2 separate regions of the Rattus norvegicus genome follow, and region 2 is linked to region 1. The links are chromatin contacts, called in public Hi-C maps. All regions are on one chromosome and are shown on one strand. Each heading gives the region's core, a stretch centred on a gene start, on an enhancer-like site or on the middle of the called end of the contact. The rest is flanking DNA. Distances are from core to core; before and after follow the strand shown. Region 1 overlaps Ctnnd2 (catenin delta 2). Region 2 overlaps Ctnnd2 (catenin delta 2).

The links. A called contact is a pair of places that touch in the nucleus more often than the background predicts.
Region 2: a Hi-C map of liver shows a contact between it and region 1, with 4 times the contacts expected there. The contact joins two enhancer-like sites.

What each region holds. Positions count from the first base shown.
Region 1 is chr2:83,020,228-83,026,102 of GRCr8, forward strand. The region is part of intron 1 of Ctnnd2 (catenin delta 2); the gene reads left to right. Among named protein-coding and RNA genes, the nearest start is that of Ctnnd2, 140 kb to the left of the region's middle. Within about 2 kb of position 4,519, at least 3 of the 93 cell types and tissues checked have an H3K27ac peak or open chromatin away from gene starts, as enhancers often do. A contact at or near this core is called in liver, where this site is marked.
Region 2 is chr2:83,436,250-83,442,330 of GRCr8, forward strand. All of the region lies in intron 9 of Ctnnd2 (catenin delta 2), which reads left to right. Among named protein-coding and RNA genes, the nearest start is that of Rnu1-80, 420 kb to the right of the region's middle. Within about 2 kb of position 1,407, at least 1 of the 93 cell types and tissues checked has an H3K27ac peak or open chromatin away from gene starts, as enhancers often do. A contact at or near this core is called in liver, where this site is marked.

The DNA.
Region 1 (5,875 bases), core at 3,269-5,768:
TAGGAAGGAGAAAGACCAAAGGAAAGACAGGTAGAGGGAGGGAGAGAGGGAGGAAAGGATGATGGACCTAGTGAAAGAGTTGGTAACTTACTTCTTGGAGCATACGTTGATGTGTTCGCAGCAGTCCAGGACCAGCGAACACTGACAAATTCATAGCCTGAGTTGGTACCAGGAAATATGGTTTCTGTTTACCAGAACTCCTTTTCCCGGTATGAGTTTAACGTTCTGTGATTCAAGTGTACAGTGTCAACTACAACAGTATAAACACTTTGTAGTTAAAATTGCTTTTGTTGCTGATTTCCTCATCCCTCAGCTGAGCCACTAACTGGCACTCTGAAAAACATATTTTAACAGCATAACCAACCGAAGACCTTGCTGTAGACAGGTTAGGTGACTGGATGAGTTAACCACTATATTTAGCGTCTTTGATTCAGATAAAAAAAAAATTCAAGATGTGCTTAAGGGTGAAAAGAAAAGTCAATTGTGGGAACTGTATGAGGAAATTAAAAAAGAAAAGAGGAAAAAAGAAAGAAGACAGATAGACAGACTGACAGATGGACAGACAGACAGACAAACAGAAATGTCCAGAAGTCTGTATTGTGGGGTGTCAGGAGAATTCCAGGGATGTTAGCCGCATGGAGTGGTACATGGTGCCACTTCACAGCCACATTCAGCCACTTAGGAGTTTGTGTTTCTTCCCCAAGCTTTCAAGAGTTCCCCACTGAGCTAAGACACACTTGCAGTTGGCCTGGAGAAAACACAGTGTGTTAGTTTCCATTGACTTCTGTGAAGACTTATCATGAGTACAGTAGTTTAAAACACCACATTATTATTTTATATTTTTTGACATGAGCAATCTTAAAATTCATGTCTAGGTTAAAGTCATGATGTTGGTGAGGCTGCACTGCCTCTGGAGTATGCAGGAGAAAGTTTCCTCACTTGAAGTTTTTGATATTTGTAGGGTTGTTAAGATCCCTTGACTCCTGGCCTCCTTAGTGTAGTCAGAGGTACTAGAGATTGGAGCAGTGATCTTTAGGAAGTCCACAGTGATGTGCTTCACATTGATGATAACCCTCCATTAGAAACGACTTGAAATGCACGCTCTGCTATAGAGATATATTAAACTTGAATTTCAAAGACACAGGGAGAGAGGCTGTATACAGAAATGAACACAAATTTTCAGTACACACATTCACATTCATATCATCAGTGTGTGACACTGAAAGGGGTGTTTTAATGATGTTTCTCCATGAAGTGAGGAAAAATTTAAAATATTGTTCAAGTAAGGCATCCCCTCCTTTCTTCATCTTTCAATTTAGAAACTCTTCTAACACTCTTTAGCCAAGTGTGATAAACAATTAAAATCTGAAAACTTGGGGAGAAAGGAATTTATTTCATCTTACAACCCTCAAGTCTTAACCCTTCCTGGGGAGAAGACAGGAGCTCGAGAAAGGAACCTGGAGGCAGGAACTGAACCAGAAGTCAGAAAGAAACGCTGCTCGGGTTACGCCCCAGGACCACTTTCCCAGGGTTAGCACTACCGAGAGTGGTCCAGGTCTTCCCGCATCAAAGATAATCAAGAAAACGAGCCACTGACTTGCCTAGAGGCCAGTCTTACGATGACTTTTTCTCAATTAAGGTAGATACTTTTTTCTATAGAACTCTAGCTTCTGTCAACAACAATAACAAAATAAACAAACGCAGGAGAGTGTTAGAGAGCATATGCTGTTCTTTCAGAGAACTTCACTTTAGTTTCCATCACTCACATTGGGAAGCTCCTAACTGCCTATAGCTCCAGGAAGATCCATCGCCTGTGGTCTCTATGGCACCGGGAGTTGTGTATACACACACACACACACACACACACACACACACACACACACACAGCATTTAATTACAAATAAAGATGTCTTTAATAAAAAAAAACCACTTACTAATAAAGGTAAGTTAGCCTTCTGCAAACCTTTGCTCACAGGCCGAGCCATAGGCAAATTGAACACAAACAAACCAAATAACTAGGTTACCTAGCAATAAAATGACTGAAAGGACTTTTAGTCAATTGCTCGTTTTCATAAGATTATTCAGATTTGTATTTCTGAGTGGAGAATGTATTGACTAAGAGTGACTGGCTTCTCCCATTTCCCTCTCTGTTTTCCTACACTGTTACTGGAGGTGAGAAGAAAGATAACCATTGCCTACATTAAGGACGTGTGCGATTCAGTTCAGGAATTATTTTTTTCTGGCAAACTGCGGTTTGGTTCAAACCCTTCCGTGAGCCAGAGTGAAGCAAAGGAGAGGAAGAAGTAGCTCCCCCTCCCCTGTGTTCATGCATGAGCCACGCCTCAAAAGCGGAGTTGGTTTACACAAGTTAGAGAGTTTTCTCATCTTGAAATTAGACAGTTATATAAATGCACAAAGCCACTGCAAAGTGCGAGTAAAAGCAACCAGACTGGAAATGTGCTTGCTTGCATTCCTTGTCGCTGGCCTCCCTGTGAGGACTGCAGTTACTGTCTAAGCTGTCTCTCATTGAGTTTTAAAATACTGCCTTTTGGGTCATCTAGCATACTAGATAAGCAAGTGTTTGAGATATCTATATCTATGTGTATGTCTACCTCTATCTATCTATCTATCTATCTATCTATCTATCTATCTATCTATCTATCTATCTATCTACCTACCTACCTATCATCTATCTATCTATCTATCTATCTATCTATCTATCTATCTATCTATCATCTATCTCTGTATTATCCATCTATCTATCTATCTGTGTGTGTGTGTGTGTGTGTGTGTGTGTGTGTGTGTGTGTGTGTGTGTGTAGCTTTCCTGATGCCAAGTGCTTTATTTTGGTACCTTTACAAGAGTATAAGATTAGAAGCAGCCCCTGGACACTACAGTTCATATCTAACAGCCAAAACTTAATGGTTTTGTTCTCTACTCCATTAAAGACTCTGGGAATGACCTTGAAAATATTACTTAATTCTTTTATGCCTCATTACGCTCCTACTTACATTGTCTCCACAATGAGTCCTTCCTCTCCCTAGGGCTCTTCAAGGACCACTCATGTGCTTCTGAACTCCTCGCTCTGCGCCAAGAAGAGATGTATAGAATGACTGCCATTATTTTAGGGGGCTGGAGAATTGACAGGGGAAAATTGGAATTTCACCTCATCAAACCAGTAAATACTTTTCACATTTAATACCACATTTCTTCTGATCCGAGATGATCCAAATGTGTTAGGAATCATGCACACAGGCAGCGACTAGGACTGGTTCCCATGATGCTTGCAAATGGCCAACTGACCACTAATTAAGGTCAGCCATGGACTCTATAACAAGGTCCTGTCTGACAAAGAAAACCTAATCAATGAAGTCATGTGTATATGCAGGTAACTTGTCTTTGGGACCGATTCCGTCCACCTCAGTTCATGTGCTTTTATTCTCTAGTTTTCTAATGACCGCAGAATGTAGTTTCTTTCTCTTTATTTTTACTAATGGAGTCCATTTTAATGTTAAACTGATGGCTTTCTTGCTGACCAATGTCACATTTTATCCAGTGTAAATTAGTCTGTGGAAATAACTGTCCGTAAGTCCTTTTGAAGGTGTATGACTATCTTGTGAGCTTTCACAGAAGCAGGACAGATTCAAATGTGATCAGAGGAAGCTGGACTAAAATGGAAGGCTGGCAACTTGGCTTCAGTGGTGGGCTTGTGTATGCTGATGTAAATTTAGATATATAAAATTCAATATTATGTTACTCATCTTCTCTAGGTATTCATGTAGTTAAATAATGACTTCACCATGAGTTTGATGTCTTGAAAATAAAACTTGCAAATAAATTTGTAATTGGTCTTCATCTTCCCACTTTATTCAACCTCTTGCTGTGTCACTGGGACATTAAAATTGTGCTTAGAGTTCAGAGAGCTGCTTCACGTTTCTCAAATAGCTAAATGAGAGACATCTTTTCTCAATTGTGCAAATTATATGTGTGGTGCGTAGAAATTAGATAATGATTTGCCAATAAGATGATGTGTAGATTGGTTATTCGAAATTGAAATTCAGTCACTTGTACAATTTAAATTTAGCATCGTTTTGAGAGTAATTACCACTCCATAAACTAAGCCTGTCTGTGTCGCCTCTTGTGGATGGCATGCACAACACACCCTCCCGAGGGGGCTGAAGCAGGGCTCCAGTGACACAAGAGAGCCTTTCAAAACTAGGCTCTATTTTCTCTGGAGGAATAACTGACGTCAGCAAATGTCAGTAGCCACTTGTTTGTTAATTAAGTTAATAAATGACTAGTCGATCCAGTAAGTAAATGGTTCTAGCAAAAAAAAAAATACACGCTCAGATTATGAAAAAAATCAACTAGAAAATTCACAAAGCAGACAGAATGGGTTTGAACAGAGTGAAGCTACCCGTTACTTGTTCTGTTTGTCACTCATTGCAGAGATGTTACTGTCACACTAGTTGGAAGACAGACAGACAGACAGACAGACAGACAGACCAATGCCTCTCCTAGTGAAGCTATAGAGACCAGTGTGCTAAGATGAGTTACTCCAGTTAGGGAATCATAAACTCCCTGCTGTATTCCTTTCGGCTCACCAACCTTGTGACAACCAGATTACGTTCTAGAATAGGAGTCCGTTCCTGTGCACACCGATGAGCATTATCGCCCAGGTTTGAAGTTTCTGTTTCTTTAAAGAGAGCAAGGAATCTAAAGCAAACATGGGGCCTGCTGACAGAAGAGTCTTTCCGTTTTTGTAATGTGTCGGTTGCCTTTAACATCGGCTCCTCTGTAATTAATTCCACAGTGCTTTAATAGTTTATCTTAAAGGGATTTTACCAAAGCAGGCATTTAACGACAAAATAATAAAACTCTCTTCTTGATAGAGTATTATATCCCGTGATTTACAAGTATTTAATTGAAAAATTATGAATTAAAGCTAAATGAGTGAATTTGGAGGCAGCATAGCTAGCTTCTGGTAACATGCTCCTTAGCCATTTACGTGAAGGGGTCTCAGGCTTCCTTGAAACAGACAGGTGACCACAGGTGCCCAGAGCTTTACAGAGCAAGGAGGATATGCTGGAGCTCATTAAGAGTGTTTTAAAACATAATTTCTTGTTGCCATGGTAGACACTCAAACACCTAAATACTAAGATCGCTGAAGAACTCCCCCGCTGGTTAGGTTTCTCACTTCCAAACGAGTATCTGAAGGTTATGTGTGGTCGGTGTGTGCACATTTTCTCTAAGAGAAGGAACTTACCTTTTGCATCCAGCAGCCCTGGCCCATTCTGGACCTGGATTGCTCCTGAGTAATGAGCTGTCTTTGTCATTGGTGCTCAACAGTAAAGGGTATCACAGTAAAGGAGTTAGTGCACAATCTAGAGACAGGGAACGACAGGGTTTGGACAACAGAACTCTTCCCTCCACTTACTGCAGGTGTCACCTCTCCAGTTCCCAGTTTTGCCCTCTGGAAAGGGTCTGGTGGGGGTAAGGGGGTGATAACAGAAAAGCCTCAGCTTGCTTGTTAGTGAGTTAGTGTTTTTGAAGAGCTCAACCTGGTGCTCACTAAGTACTCTTACTGGTTTCCAGAAAAGCGTTTGTTTAACTTAAAACCTTGATCATTGAAGCTGGAGAGAAGGCTCAGTGGTTAAGTGCATCAGCTGTTATTCCAAAGGACCAGAGTTCGAGGCTTAGTGTTACTAGCCACCCGGAATCCCAGTTTCAGATCTGATGCCCTCTTCTGCCAGGTGTGCACGTGATGCACAAATATAGGTGTAGGAAATTCACTCATACACACAAACTTTCTAAAAATGATGAAATATAAAAACTTTGAGCATGTAGTCATTTCTTTTACCTCATTTGTAGACCC
Region 2 (6,081 bases), core at 157-2,656, 410 kb after region 1:
CGAACATCTTCTTTTGTTCTCTGCATTGTTGCCTGGAGATGGTGTCTTTTACTAACTGGAAGCTCATTGATTTGGCTGGGTTAGCCAGCCAAGGCTATCTTGAGATCTGTTTCTTTCTACTCCAAGGCTGGGGATATACACATGGACAGCCATTTTATGTACATATTGTGAATTGGACCACAGATCTCCAGGCTTCCAAGGCAAGTACACTTTTCTCCTGAGCCATAATCTCCGGGCTTTTCCTTGGTCTACCTTCTTTCATTTGTTTTGTTTTATGTGCATGGATGTTATGCCTCCATGTAGGTCTATGTGTGTGCACCATGTGTGCCTGGTGTACAGGCCAGGAGGGGACATTAGATTCATTAGACCTGTAGTTAACAGACACTGTGAGCCACTGTGCAGGTAAGGAAAATTGAACCCACATCCTCTGGAAGAGCAGCAACCAGTGTTCTTAACAACTGGGCCATCTTCCCACCTCTAATCTACTTTTAAAAAAATGGTATGTGCAACATGCTTGAACTTGTTTGGATTATAAGAGAAAGCCATCACTGGTGCAGATGAGAGCAGCTACACAGTCTTGTTAAATCACTGCTCTCATTTATCCTCTTCATTTATGACAATTCTCATCTTATTAACTTTTAACATATTCCAGTTTTGTTTTTTTTATGTCTGAGGGATCTTCCTTCTAAGTTTTAGCATTTCTCTCTCTCTCTCTCTCTCTCTCTCTCTCTCTCTCTCTCTCTCTCTCTCTCATCTTTCCTACTCTACCTACATGCTATACCATCCATGTTTCTCTCCTCTCCCCGATGCTGCTTCTAATTCTTGCTTTATGTTCTGTATCCTTCATGGTTTTTAGAATAACCATTGCCTCGCCATATCCTAGGTCACCATATTGACTTCTGATCTCAAGTACTCCATGTATTCCTGTGTGTATCAGGGAAAGATCAGCTTATAAGAGGCAGAAGAGCTTTGTTCTGTAGGGAGATGGGGAAGGTTAGGGAGGGTGGAAGGAGGTCTATCTCTATGGTGCTCAATGCCCTCAATGGAGTCATACCCACTGTTGCAGGCTATTACTTGGGTTCTTCTCTGGTCCTTGCCATGACTCTTTCTCCTATTCCATAGAGAGTACTGTGGTCCTCCACTGGGTCAACATTTCACCTCAGCTCTGAAGCTTCTATTAACTTCAAAAACCAGGTTGCGTCTGAGATCCAAATCAAGGATTATTTCTTTGTTCATTTATTGTCAGAATCCCCCAAACATATCTTTGCTATTTATAATTCCTTATTTTCTGTCAACTTTCTCTCAACACTGTGAGGGGTCATGTGTCTCCTCAGAGCAGCTTCCTTCAGTGTTGTAGCCCTGTTACTGTGTAACTGGAGATTGGATTCCCAAATGCTGTAGAAATATCCTCAGTACTGAATTAGGTAAGTGTGATTTGCATCTTTCCTATTTCTTAGAAATTTCTGAACAGTCTAACCTGCATTTGTTTAAATTGGCCTTATAGTGATAAAAAATTCAACATCAGTCTCAGTTTAATGATGTTTATAGCATAGAGAGTTCTAAACATTTCCCACAACACTGAGCATGGGCAAGAGATTTCAGTTGTGTTACCAGACATTTTATCTAACTAAAATCTGGATTCTTTTCTTTCTTTTTTATTTTTTTTTTAGACTTGGTTAATGATTAGACAGTCTAGGTAAAAGTTCTTTGGAGTTTCTCAAACAAACATGGTAAAATAAATAACACTAAAATTAACAAAACATTTTCTAGGAACTGAAAGACCAGCTATTACACCATGACCCCCTCACTCCCCAAGCTTGTTAGGATAGCTTCAAGCTCTTAATTTATCCGATTTTTATCTCAACAAATCAGAGGAAGAGAGAATACTAGATTTAGACAAATGTGACCTTGGTTCTTTTGAGTTTGGAGTAGAAGTTCTCAGCAAAAATTTATCATTAAGGGGACCAAATAATAGTAGACATGTCATTTAATGATTGAATTAAAGCTGATAAGAACAATTAAAGTAGTAATAGTGTTAAATCTACTCATGGTTCATTGCTCTGTAAATATTAATTGCAAGGAAATTTGCATATGAAAGCCTAATTTTAATCACAATTAATTGATTCAAAAAAGATATGCAAATCAACGTGCCTGGGTGATCTTTGTTAGTTTTAATTGCCTAGCAACTAGAGACCCAGCAGCCATTTCTCTATCATGTGTGCAGCAGAATGCAGTGCCCAGTTGGCAGGACAGGCCTGTCCTTAACCAAGGCCATCATCGTATTCACCTGAATGGGGCTCAAAGCATGACAGAACAACCTTGCAGTGATTTCCATAGCAACACTTCACTAGTCCCTGTCCTACACCTAAACCAGATCTTTCCTTCTTGGAGGGAGAATGTCAGAATCCTCTGGTTCCTGGAGTCAACCTATGGAGGGCACCTTGTCCAGTAGTAAATATTTAACATCCACTTTCTGTCAGGCATGTAGCTGGGTGACATGACAGAAAGAGATTCAGTGTGAACATCATTGCATCTGTTTGAATAACTACTGGAGTAAACTGAGGACAATGATAATGACTGAGATCTCAGAGTCTTGCTGCTCTGCAGGTTGGCTGACAATCAGCCAATAAGCCTTTATCGGGCATGGGGCGTGTCCTAGTTACTTTTCTCATTGCTGTGAGGAAGTAACTGATGAAGCAAGTTTTGGGACAAAGAATTTAGTTTTGTTTACAGTTTAAGTATACAGTCTATCATAGAGAGGAAAGCAGGGACATGAGATGGTAACTCCCATTGTATCCTTGGCCAAGAAACCCCCTCACCTTAGAAGTTTTTGCACATTTTTATGAATCTATGAAGTAATGAATAGAGAAGGGAAACCCCAAGTGATACAGTCACCTCTCTGTGATTGGATCTAGCACGTGAAAACTAAGCCTTTGGGGGATATTGTTGCAGAATATTTGACCACACTGTCAACGCTGAGATTGTATTATTTGGGGGAGAAAGAGAGAGAGAGAGAGAGAGAGAGAGAGAGAGAGAGAGAGAGAGAGAGAGAGAATGTGTGTGTGTGTGTGTGTGTGTGTGTGTGTGTGTGTGTGTGTGTGTGTGTGTGTGTGTGTGTTTCTTGTTGTGGTGTCGCTCAGCCCTTAGCACAGTCCATCTGGCTGGCATACAGATACGCCCTTAGTCCACACCTTTAATCCCAAACAATGAGGTAAAGTTAGTTTGTAGAAGAAAGCACCTATATTTGAAAATGATGTCTAATTGAGATGCAGACAAAGTGATAAATAGAAAAAGATTCGATGAGATTGGGAATGCCCAACTATCATGAGAAGGGAGAGGGAGGCAGGAGGCAGTTTTACTGGGACAGCTGTGCAGAGACAGGTTAACGAGAGAGCGAGCTAGACACAGAATGAGCCAGCGAATGAGAAGGAGCCAGGAGATTCGAACAGATTCCTAGAGTCAGTTTAAGGCCAAGCAGAGCAATTCAGGAGAAGCTGAGGGAAGCCAGGTTGAATCAGTCAGCCTGTAGAACAGTTTGAGCCAGTGGAGTTCAGAAAGAACTAGGAAGGGGTGAGTTTATTGAGCAGCAAGTCTAAGAGGCTGAATACTTTCTAGGTCTAGAGTAGATTTACAGAGGCTAGACGCCTCCAGGACCAGGCCTAGTTTAGCAGACGGGGCAGTAAGCCTGGAGACAACAATTGCTGAGGAGAACAAAAGTTAAAATTTTACTGAATATTCAGTATTCGAGTAGCTACAGGTTCCTTTTGGCTATTGATTTAGGAGTCTAGGAAATCAAAGAGCCTAGATTGACAAGGGCCTTCTGCACAACTCCTGCTACTTAGGATGAAGGCAAGAGGGCATGTTGGAGAATGCAAAAGTGAAGGTCCACTTTGCTTCTCAACAATCCGCTCTCATGCTCACTAATCCAGTCTTATGAAAGTGAGAGCTCACATACACATGAATGGCTTTGATCCAACCATGAGGACTGTCCCCATGACTTAGTGTTTTTCTACTGGACCCTACCTTTTCAATCAGGATGTAACGTGGGTTCCAGTAGAAACATTTTCAAAGCATGGCATCCTTCCAGGTCTGGGAGTTGGCAGAAGTGAACAGAGCTATGGTAAGCAATGGAGGAAGGTGTGCTGAGGCACCCACCGCTTCATCCCATGTCAAACAGCATCAAAGAAGCGAAGGCATGGTAGCCCATTGGAAACAGTGCTTGCCACTGACTCTTGGAGTTTCTATATATCAAGTGTTGTGAGATTCTTTAGATGTTTTTGTGTGTACTCATTTATAGGGATTTTGTTCATATGCATTTGTGTGCATGTGTGTGCTCAAATGTGTAGTGGCCAGAGGTCAACGTTAGATGTCTTCACAGTGACTTTGCATTTTGTTTCTTTTTTTTTTTTAAATTTTTTTCCCATCTTTATTAAATTGGATATTTCTTATTTACATTTCAAATGTTATTCCCTTTCCAGGTTTCCAGGCCAACATCCCCCTAACTCCTCCCCCCCTCCTTCTATATGGGTGTTCCCCTCCCCATCCTCCCCCCATTACTGCCCTCCCCCCAACAATCCCGTTCACTGGGGGTCCAGCCTTGGCAGGACCAAGGGCTTCCCCTTCCACTGTGTTTTGTTTCTTAAGGTAGAGTATTCCACTGAAACTGAGATCACTAAGTCGACTAATCTGTATAGCCTATGAGCTCCAGGGATCCCTGTCTCTGGCTCCCCAGAACTGGTATTGAATGAGACACCTTTGTTTCTGGAATTTGCTATGGATGCCTAGACACAAACTCAGTTTCTCATGCTTGCGTGGCAAGTATGTTGCTTATTGAGTCATCTCCCACCTTCCTAGGTATTTTTACAGTTAACAAGTAAGTTATTATTTTGTAAATCAATTATTTTGCTCTTAGTTGAAAAAGTAAATTGTAAAATTGAGGAAAAATGGTTTTTGTCCTCCATCCCATTGACTTTTCAAAACTTAAAAATAGTCTTGTTATCTCATAGAACCCCAACTTCTGTTAAATTTCACAGGACTAGATCATGCTCAGAAGATGACTTCACCAATATTTCTTCTTGGGATGGCAAGATGGGCTAAGCAGATAAAGGCACTTGCCAGCAAGCCTGACGACCTGAGTTCAATCCTAAAGACTCATGTCACAAAAAATAGAGAACCTCCTTCTACAAGCCATCTTCTTGCATGCACATGTTTCCCCTGGAACACATGCGTGTCTCCCCCATCACTGCCTCCACACATGCTTACAAATAAATAATGTGTGATAAAAAATATTTCCTCTCGTTGCCCCAGGAAGAAGAAAATAGACAGAGGCGCATAGCCACATTCAAGATGTACTATATACTGCTCACGTTGATTGGAAGGTCAAAAACAAATTGTCATGACATTCGAAGCATAAGTCAACAGAAATATCTCCTCTCACATTCCTAGAGGCTAACGATCTAAAGTCAAGGCGTGAGCAGGGCTCTGAACGCTGTCTCTGACTGTCCTTAGCCCAGTTTTTCCCTTTTCTCTTCATGTGACCTTCCTCCCTGGTTATGTTTGCATCTCAAATTCCCCTTCCTCTCTTGTGGGGGTACGGGTCATTGAGCCCACAATAAAAGATTTGGTGTTGAGACTTTTAATTGTATTAGCAGAGACACGATCCCAACTGCTAGGAATAAGCAGTTGGGGATATTATTGGTTGTAGCAGATTTGCAACTTACTACACCTGGCTTTTGTAATTTGAGATACATTTTTCTTTAGATCAACATGCCATTGTTTTATGTTCTGGAAATTTGCACCATTTAAAATAATTATATAAAAATTGTTTGGATTTTCAAGGAAATAAGCAAGTCTGTGTTTCGACTGTGTTTTTATTTTTTTTTCGACTGTGTTTTTAAAGCCATGTACCAAAAATAGATGACATGGGAATTAAAATCAGATATTCTGCAGTCTGCAAATTATATGTTTCCCTTGATGGAATTAAATTGTCTAGAAAACACAATTACTAAAATGTCTGTTGAAGAAATACATTGTATTCAATGCATCCCCCATGGGTTGGCACAAAAGAGCATCCTGATTGAT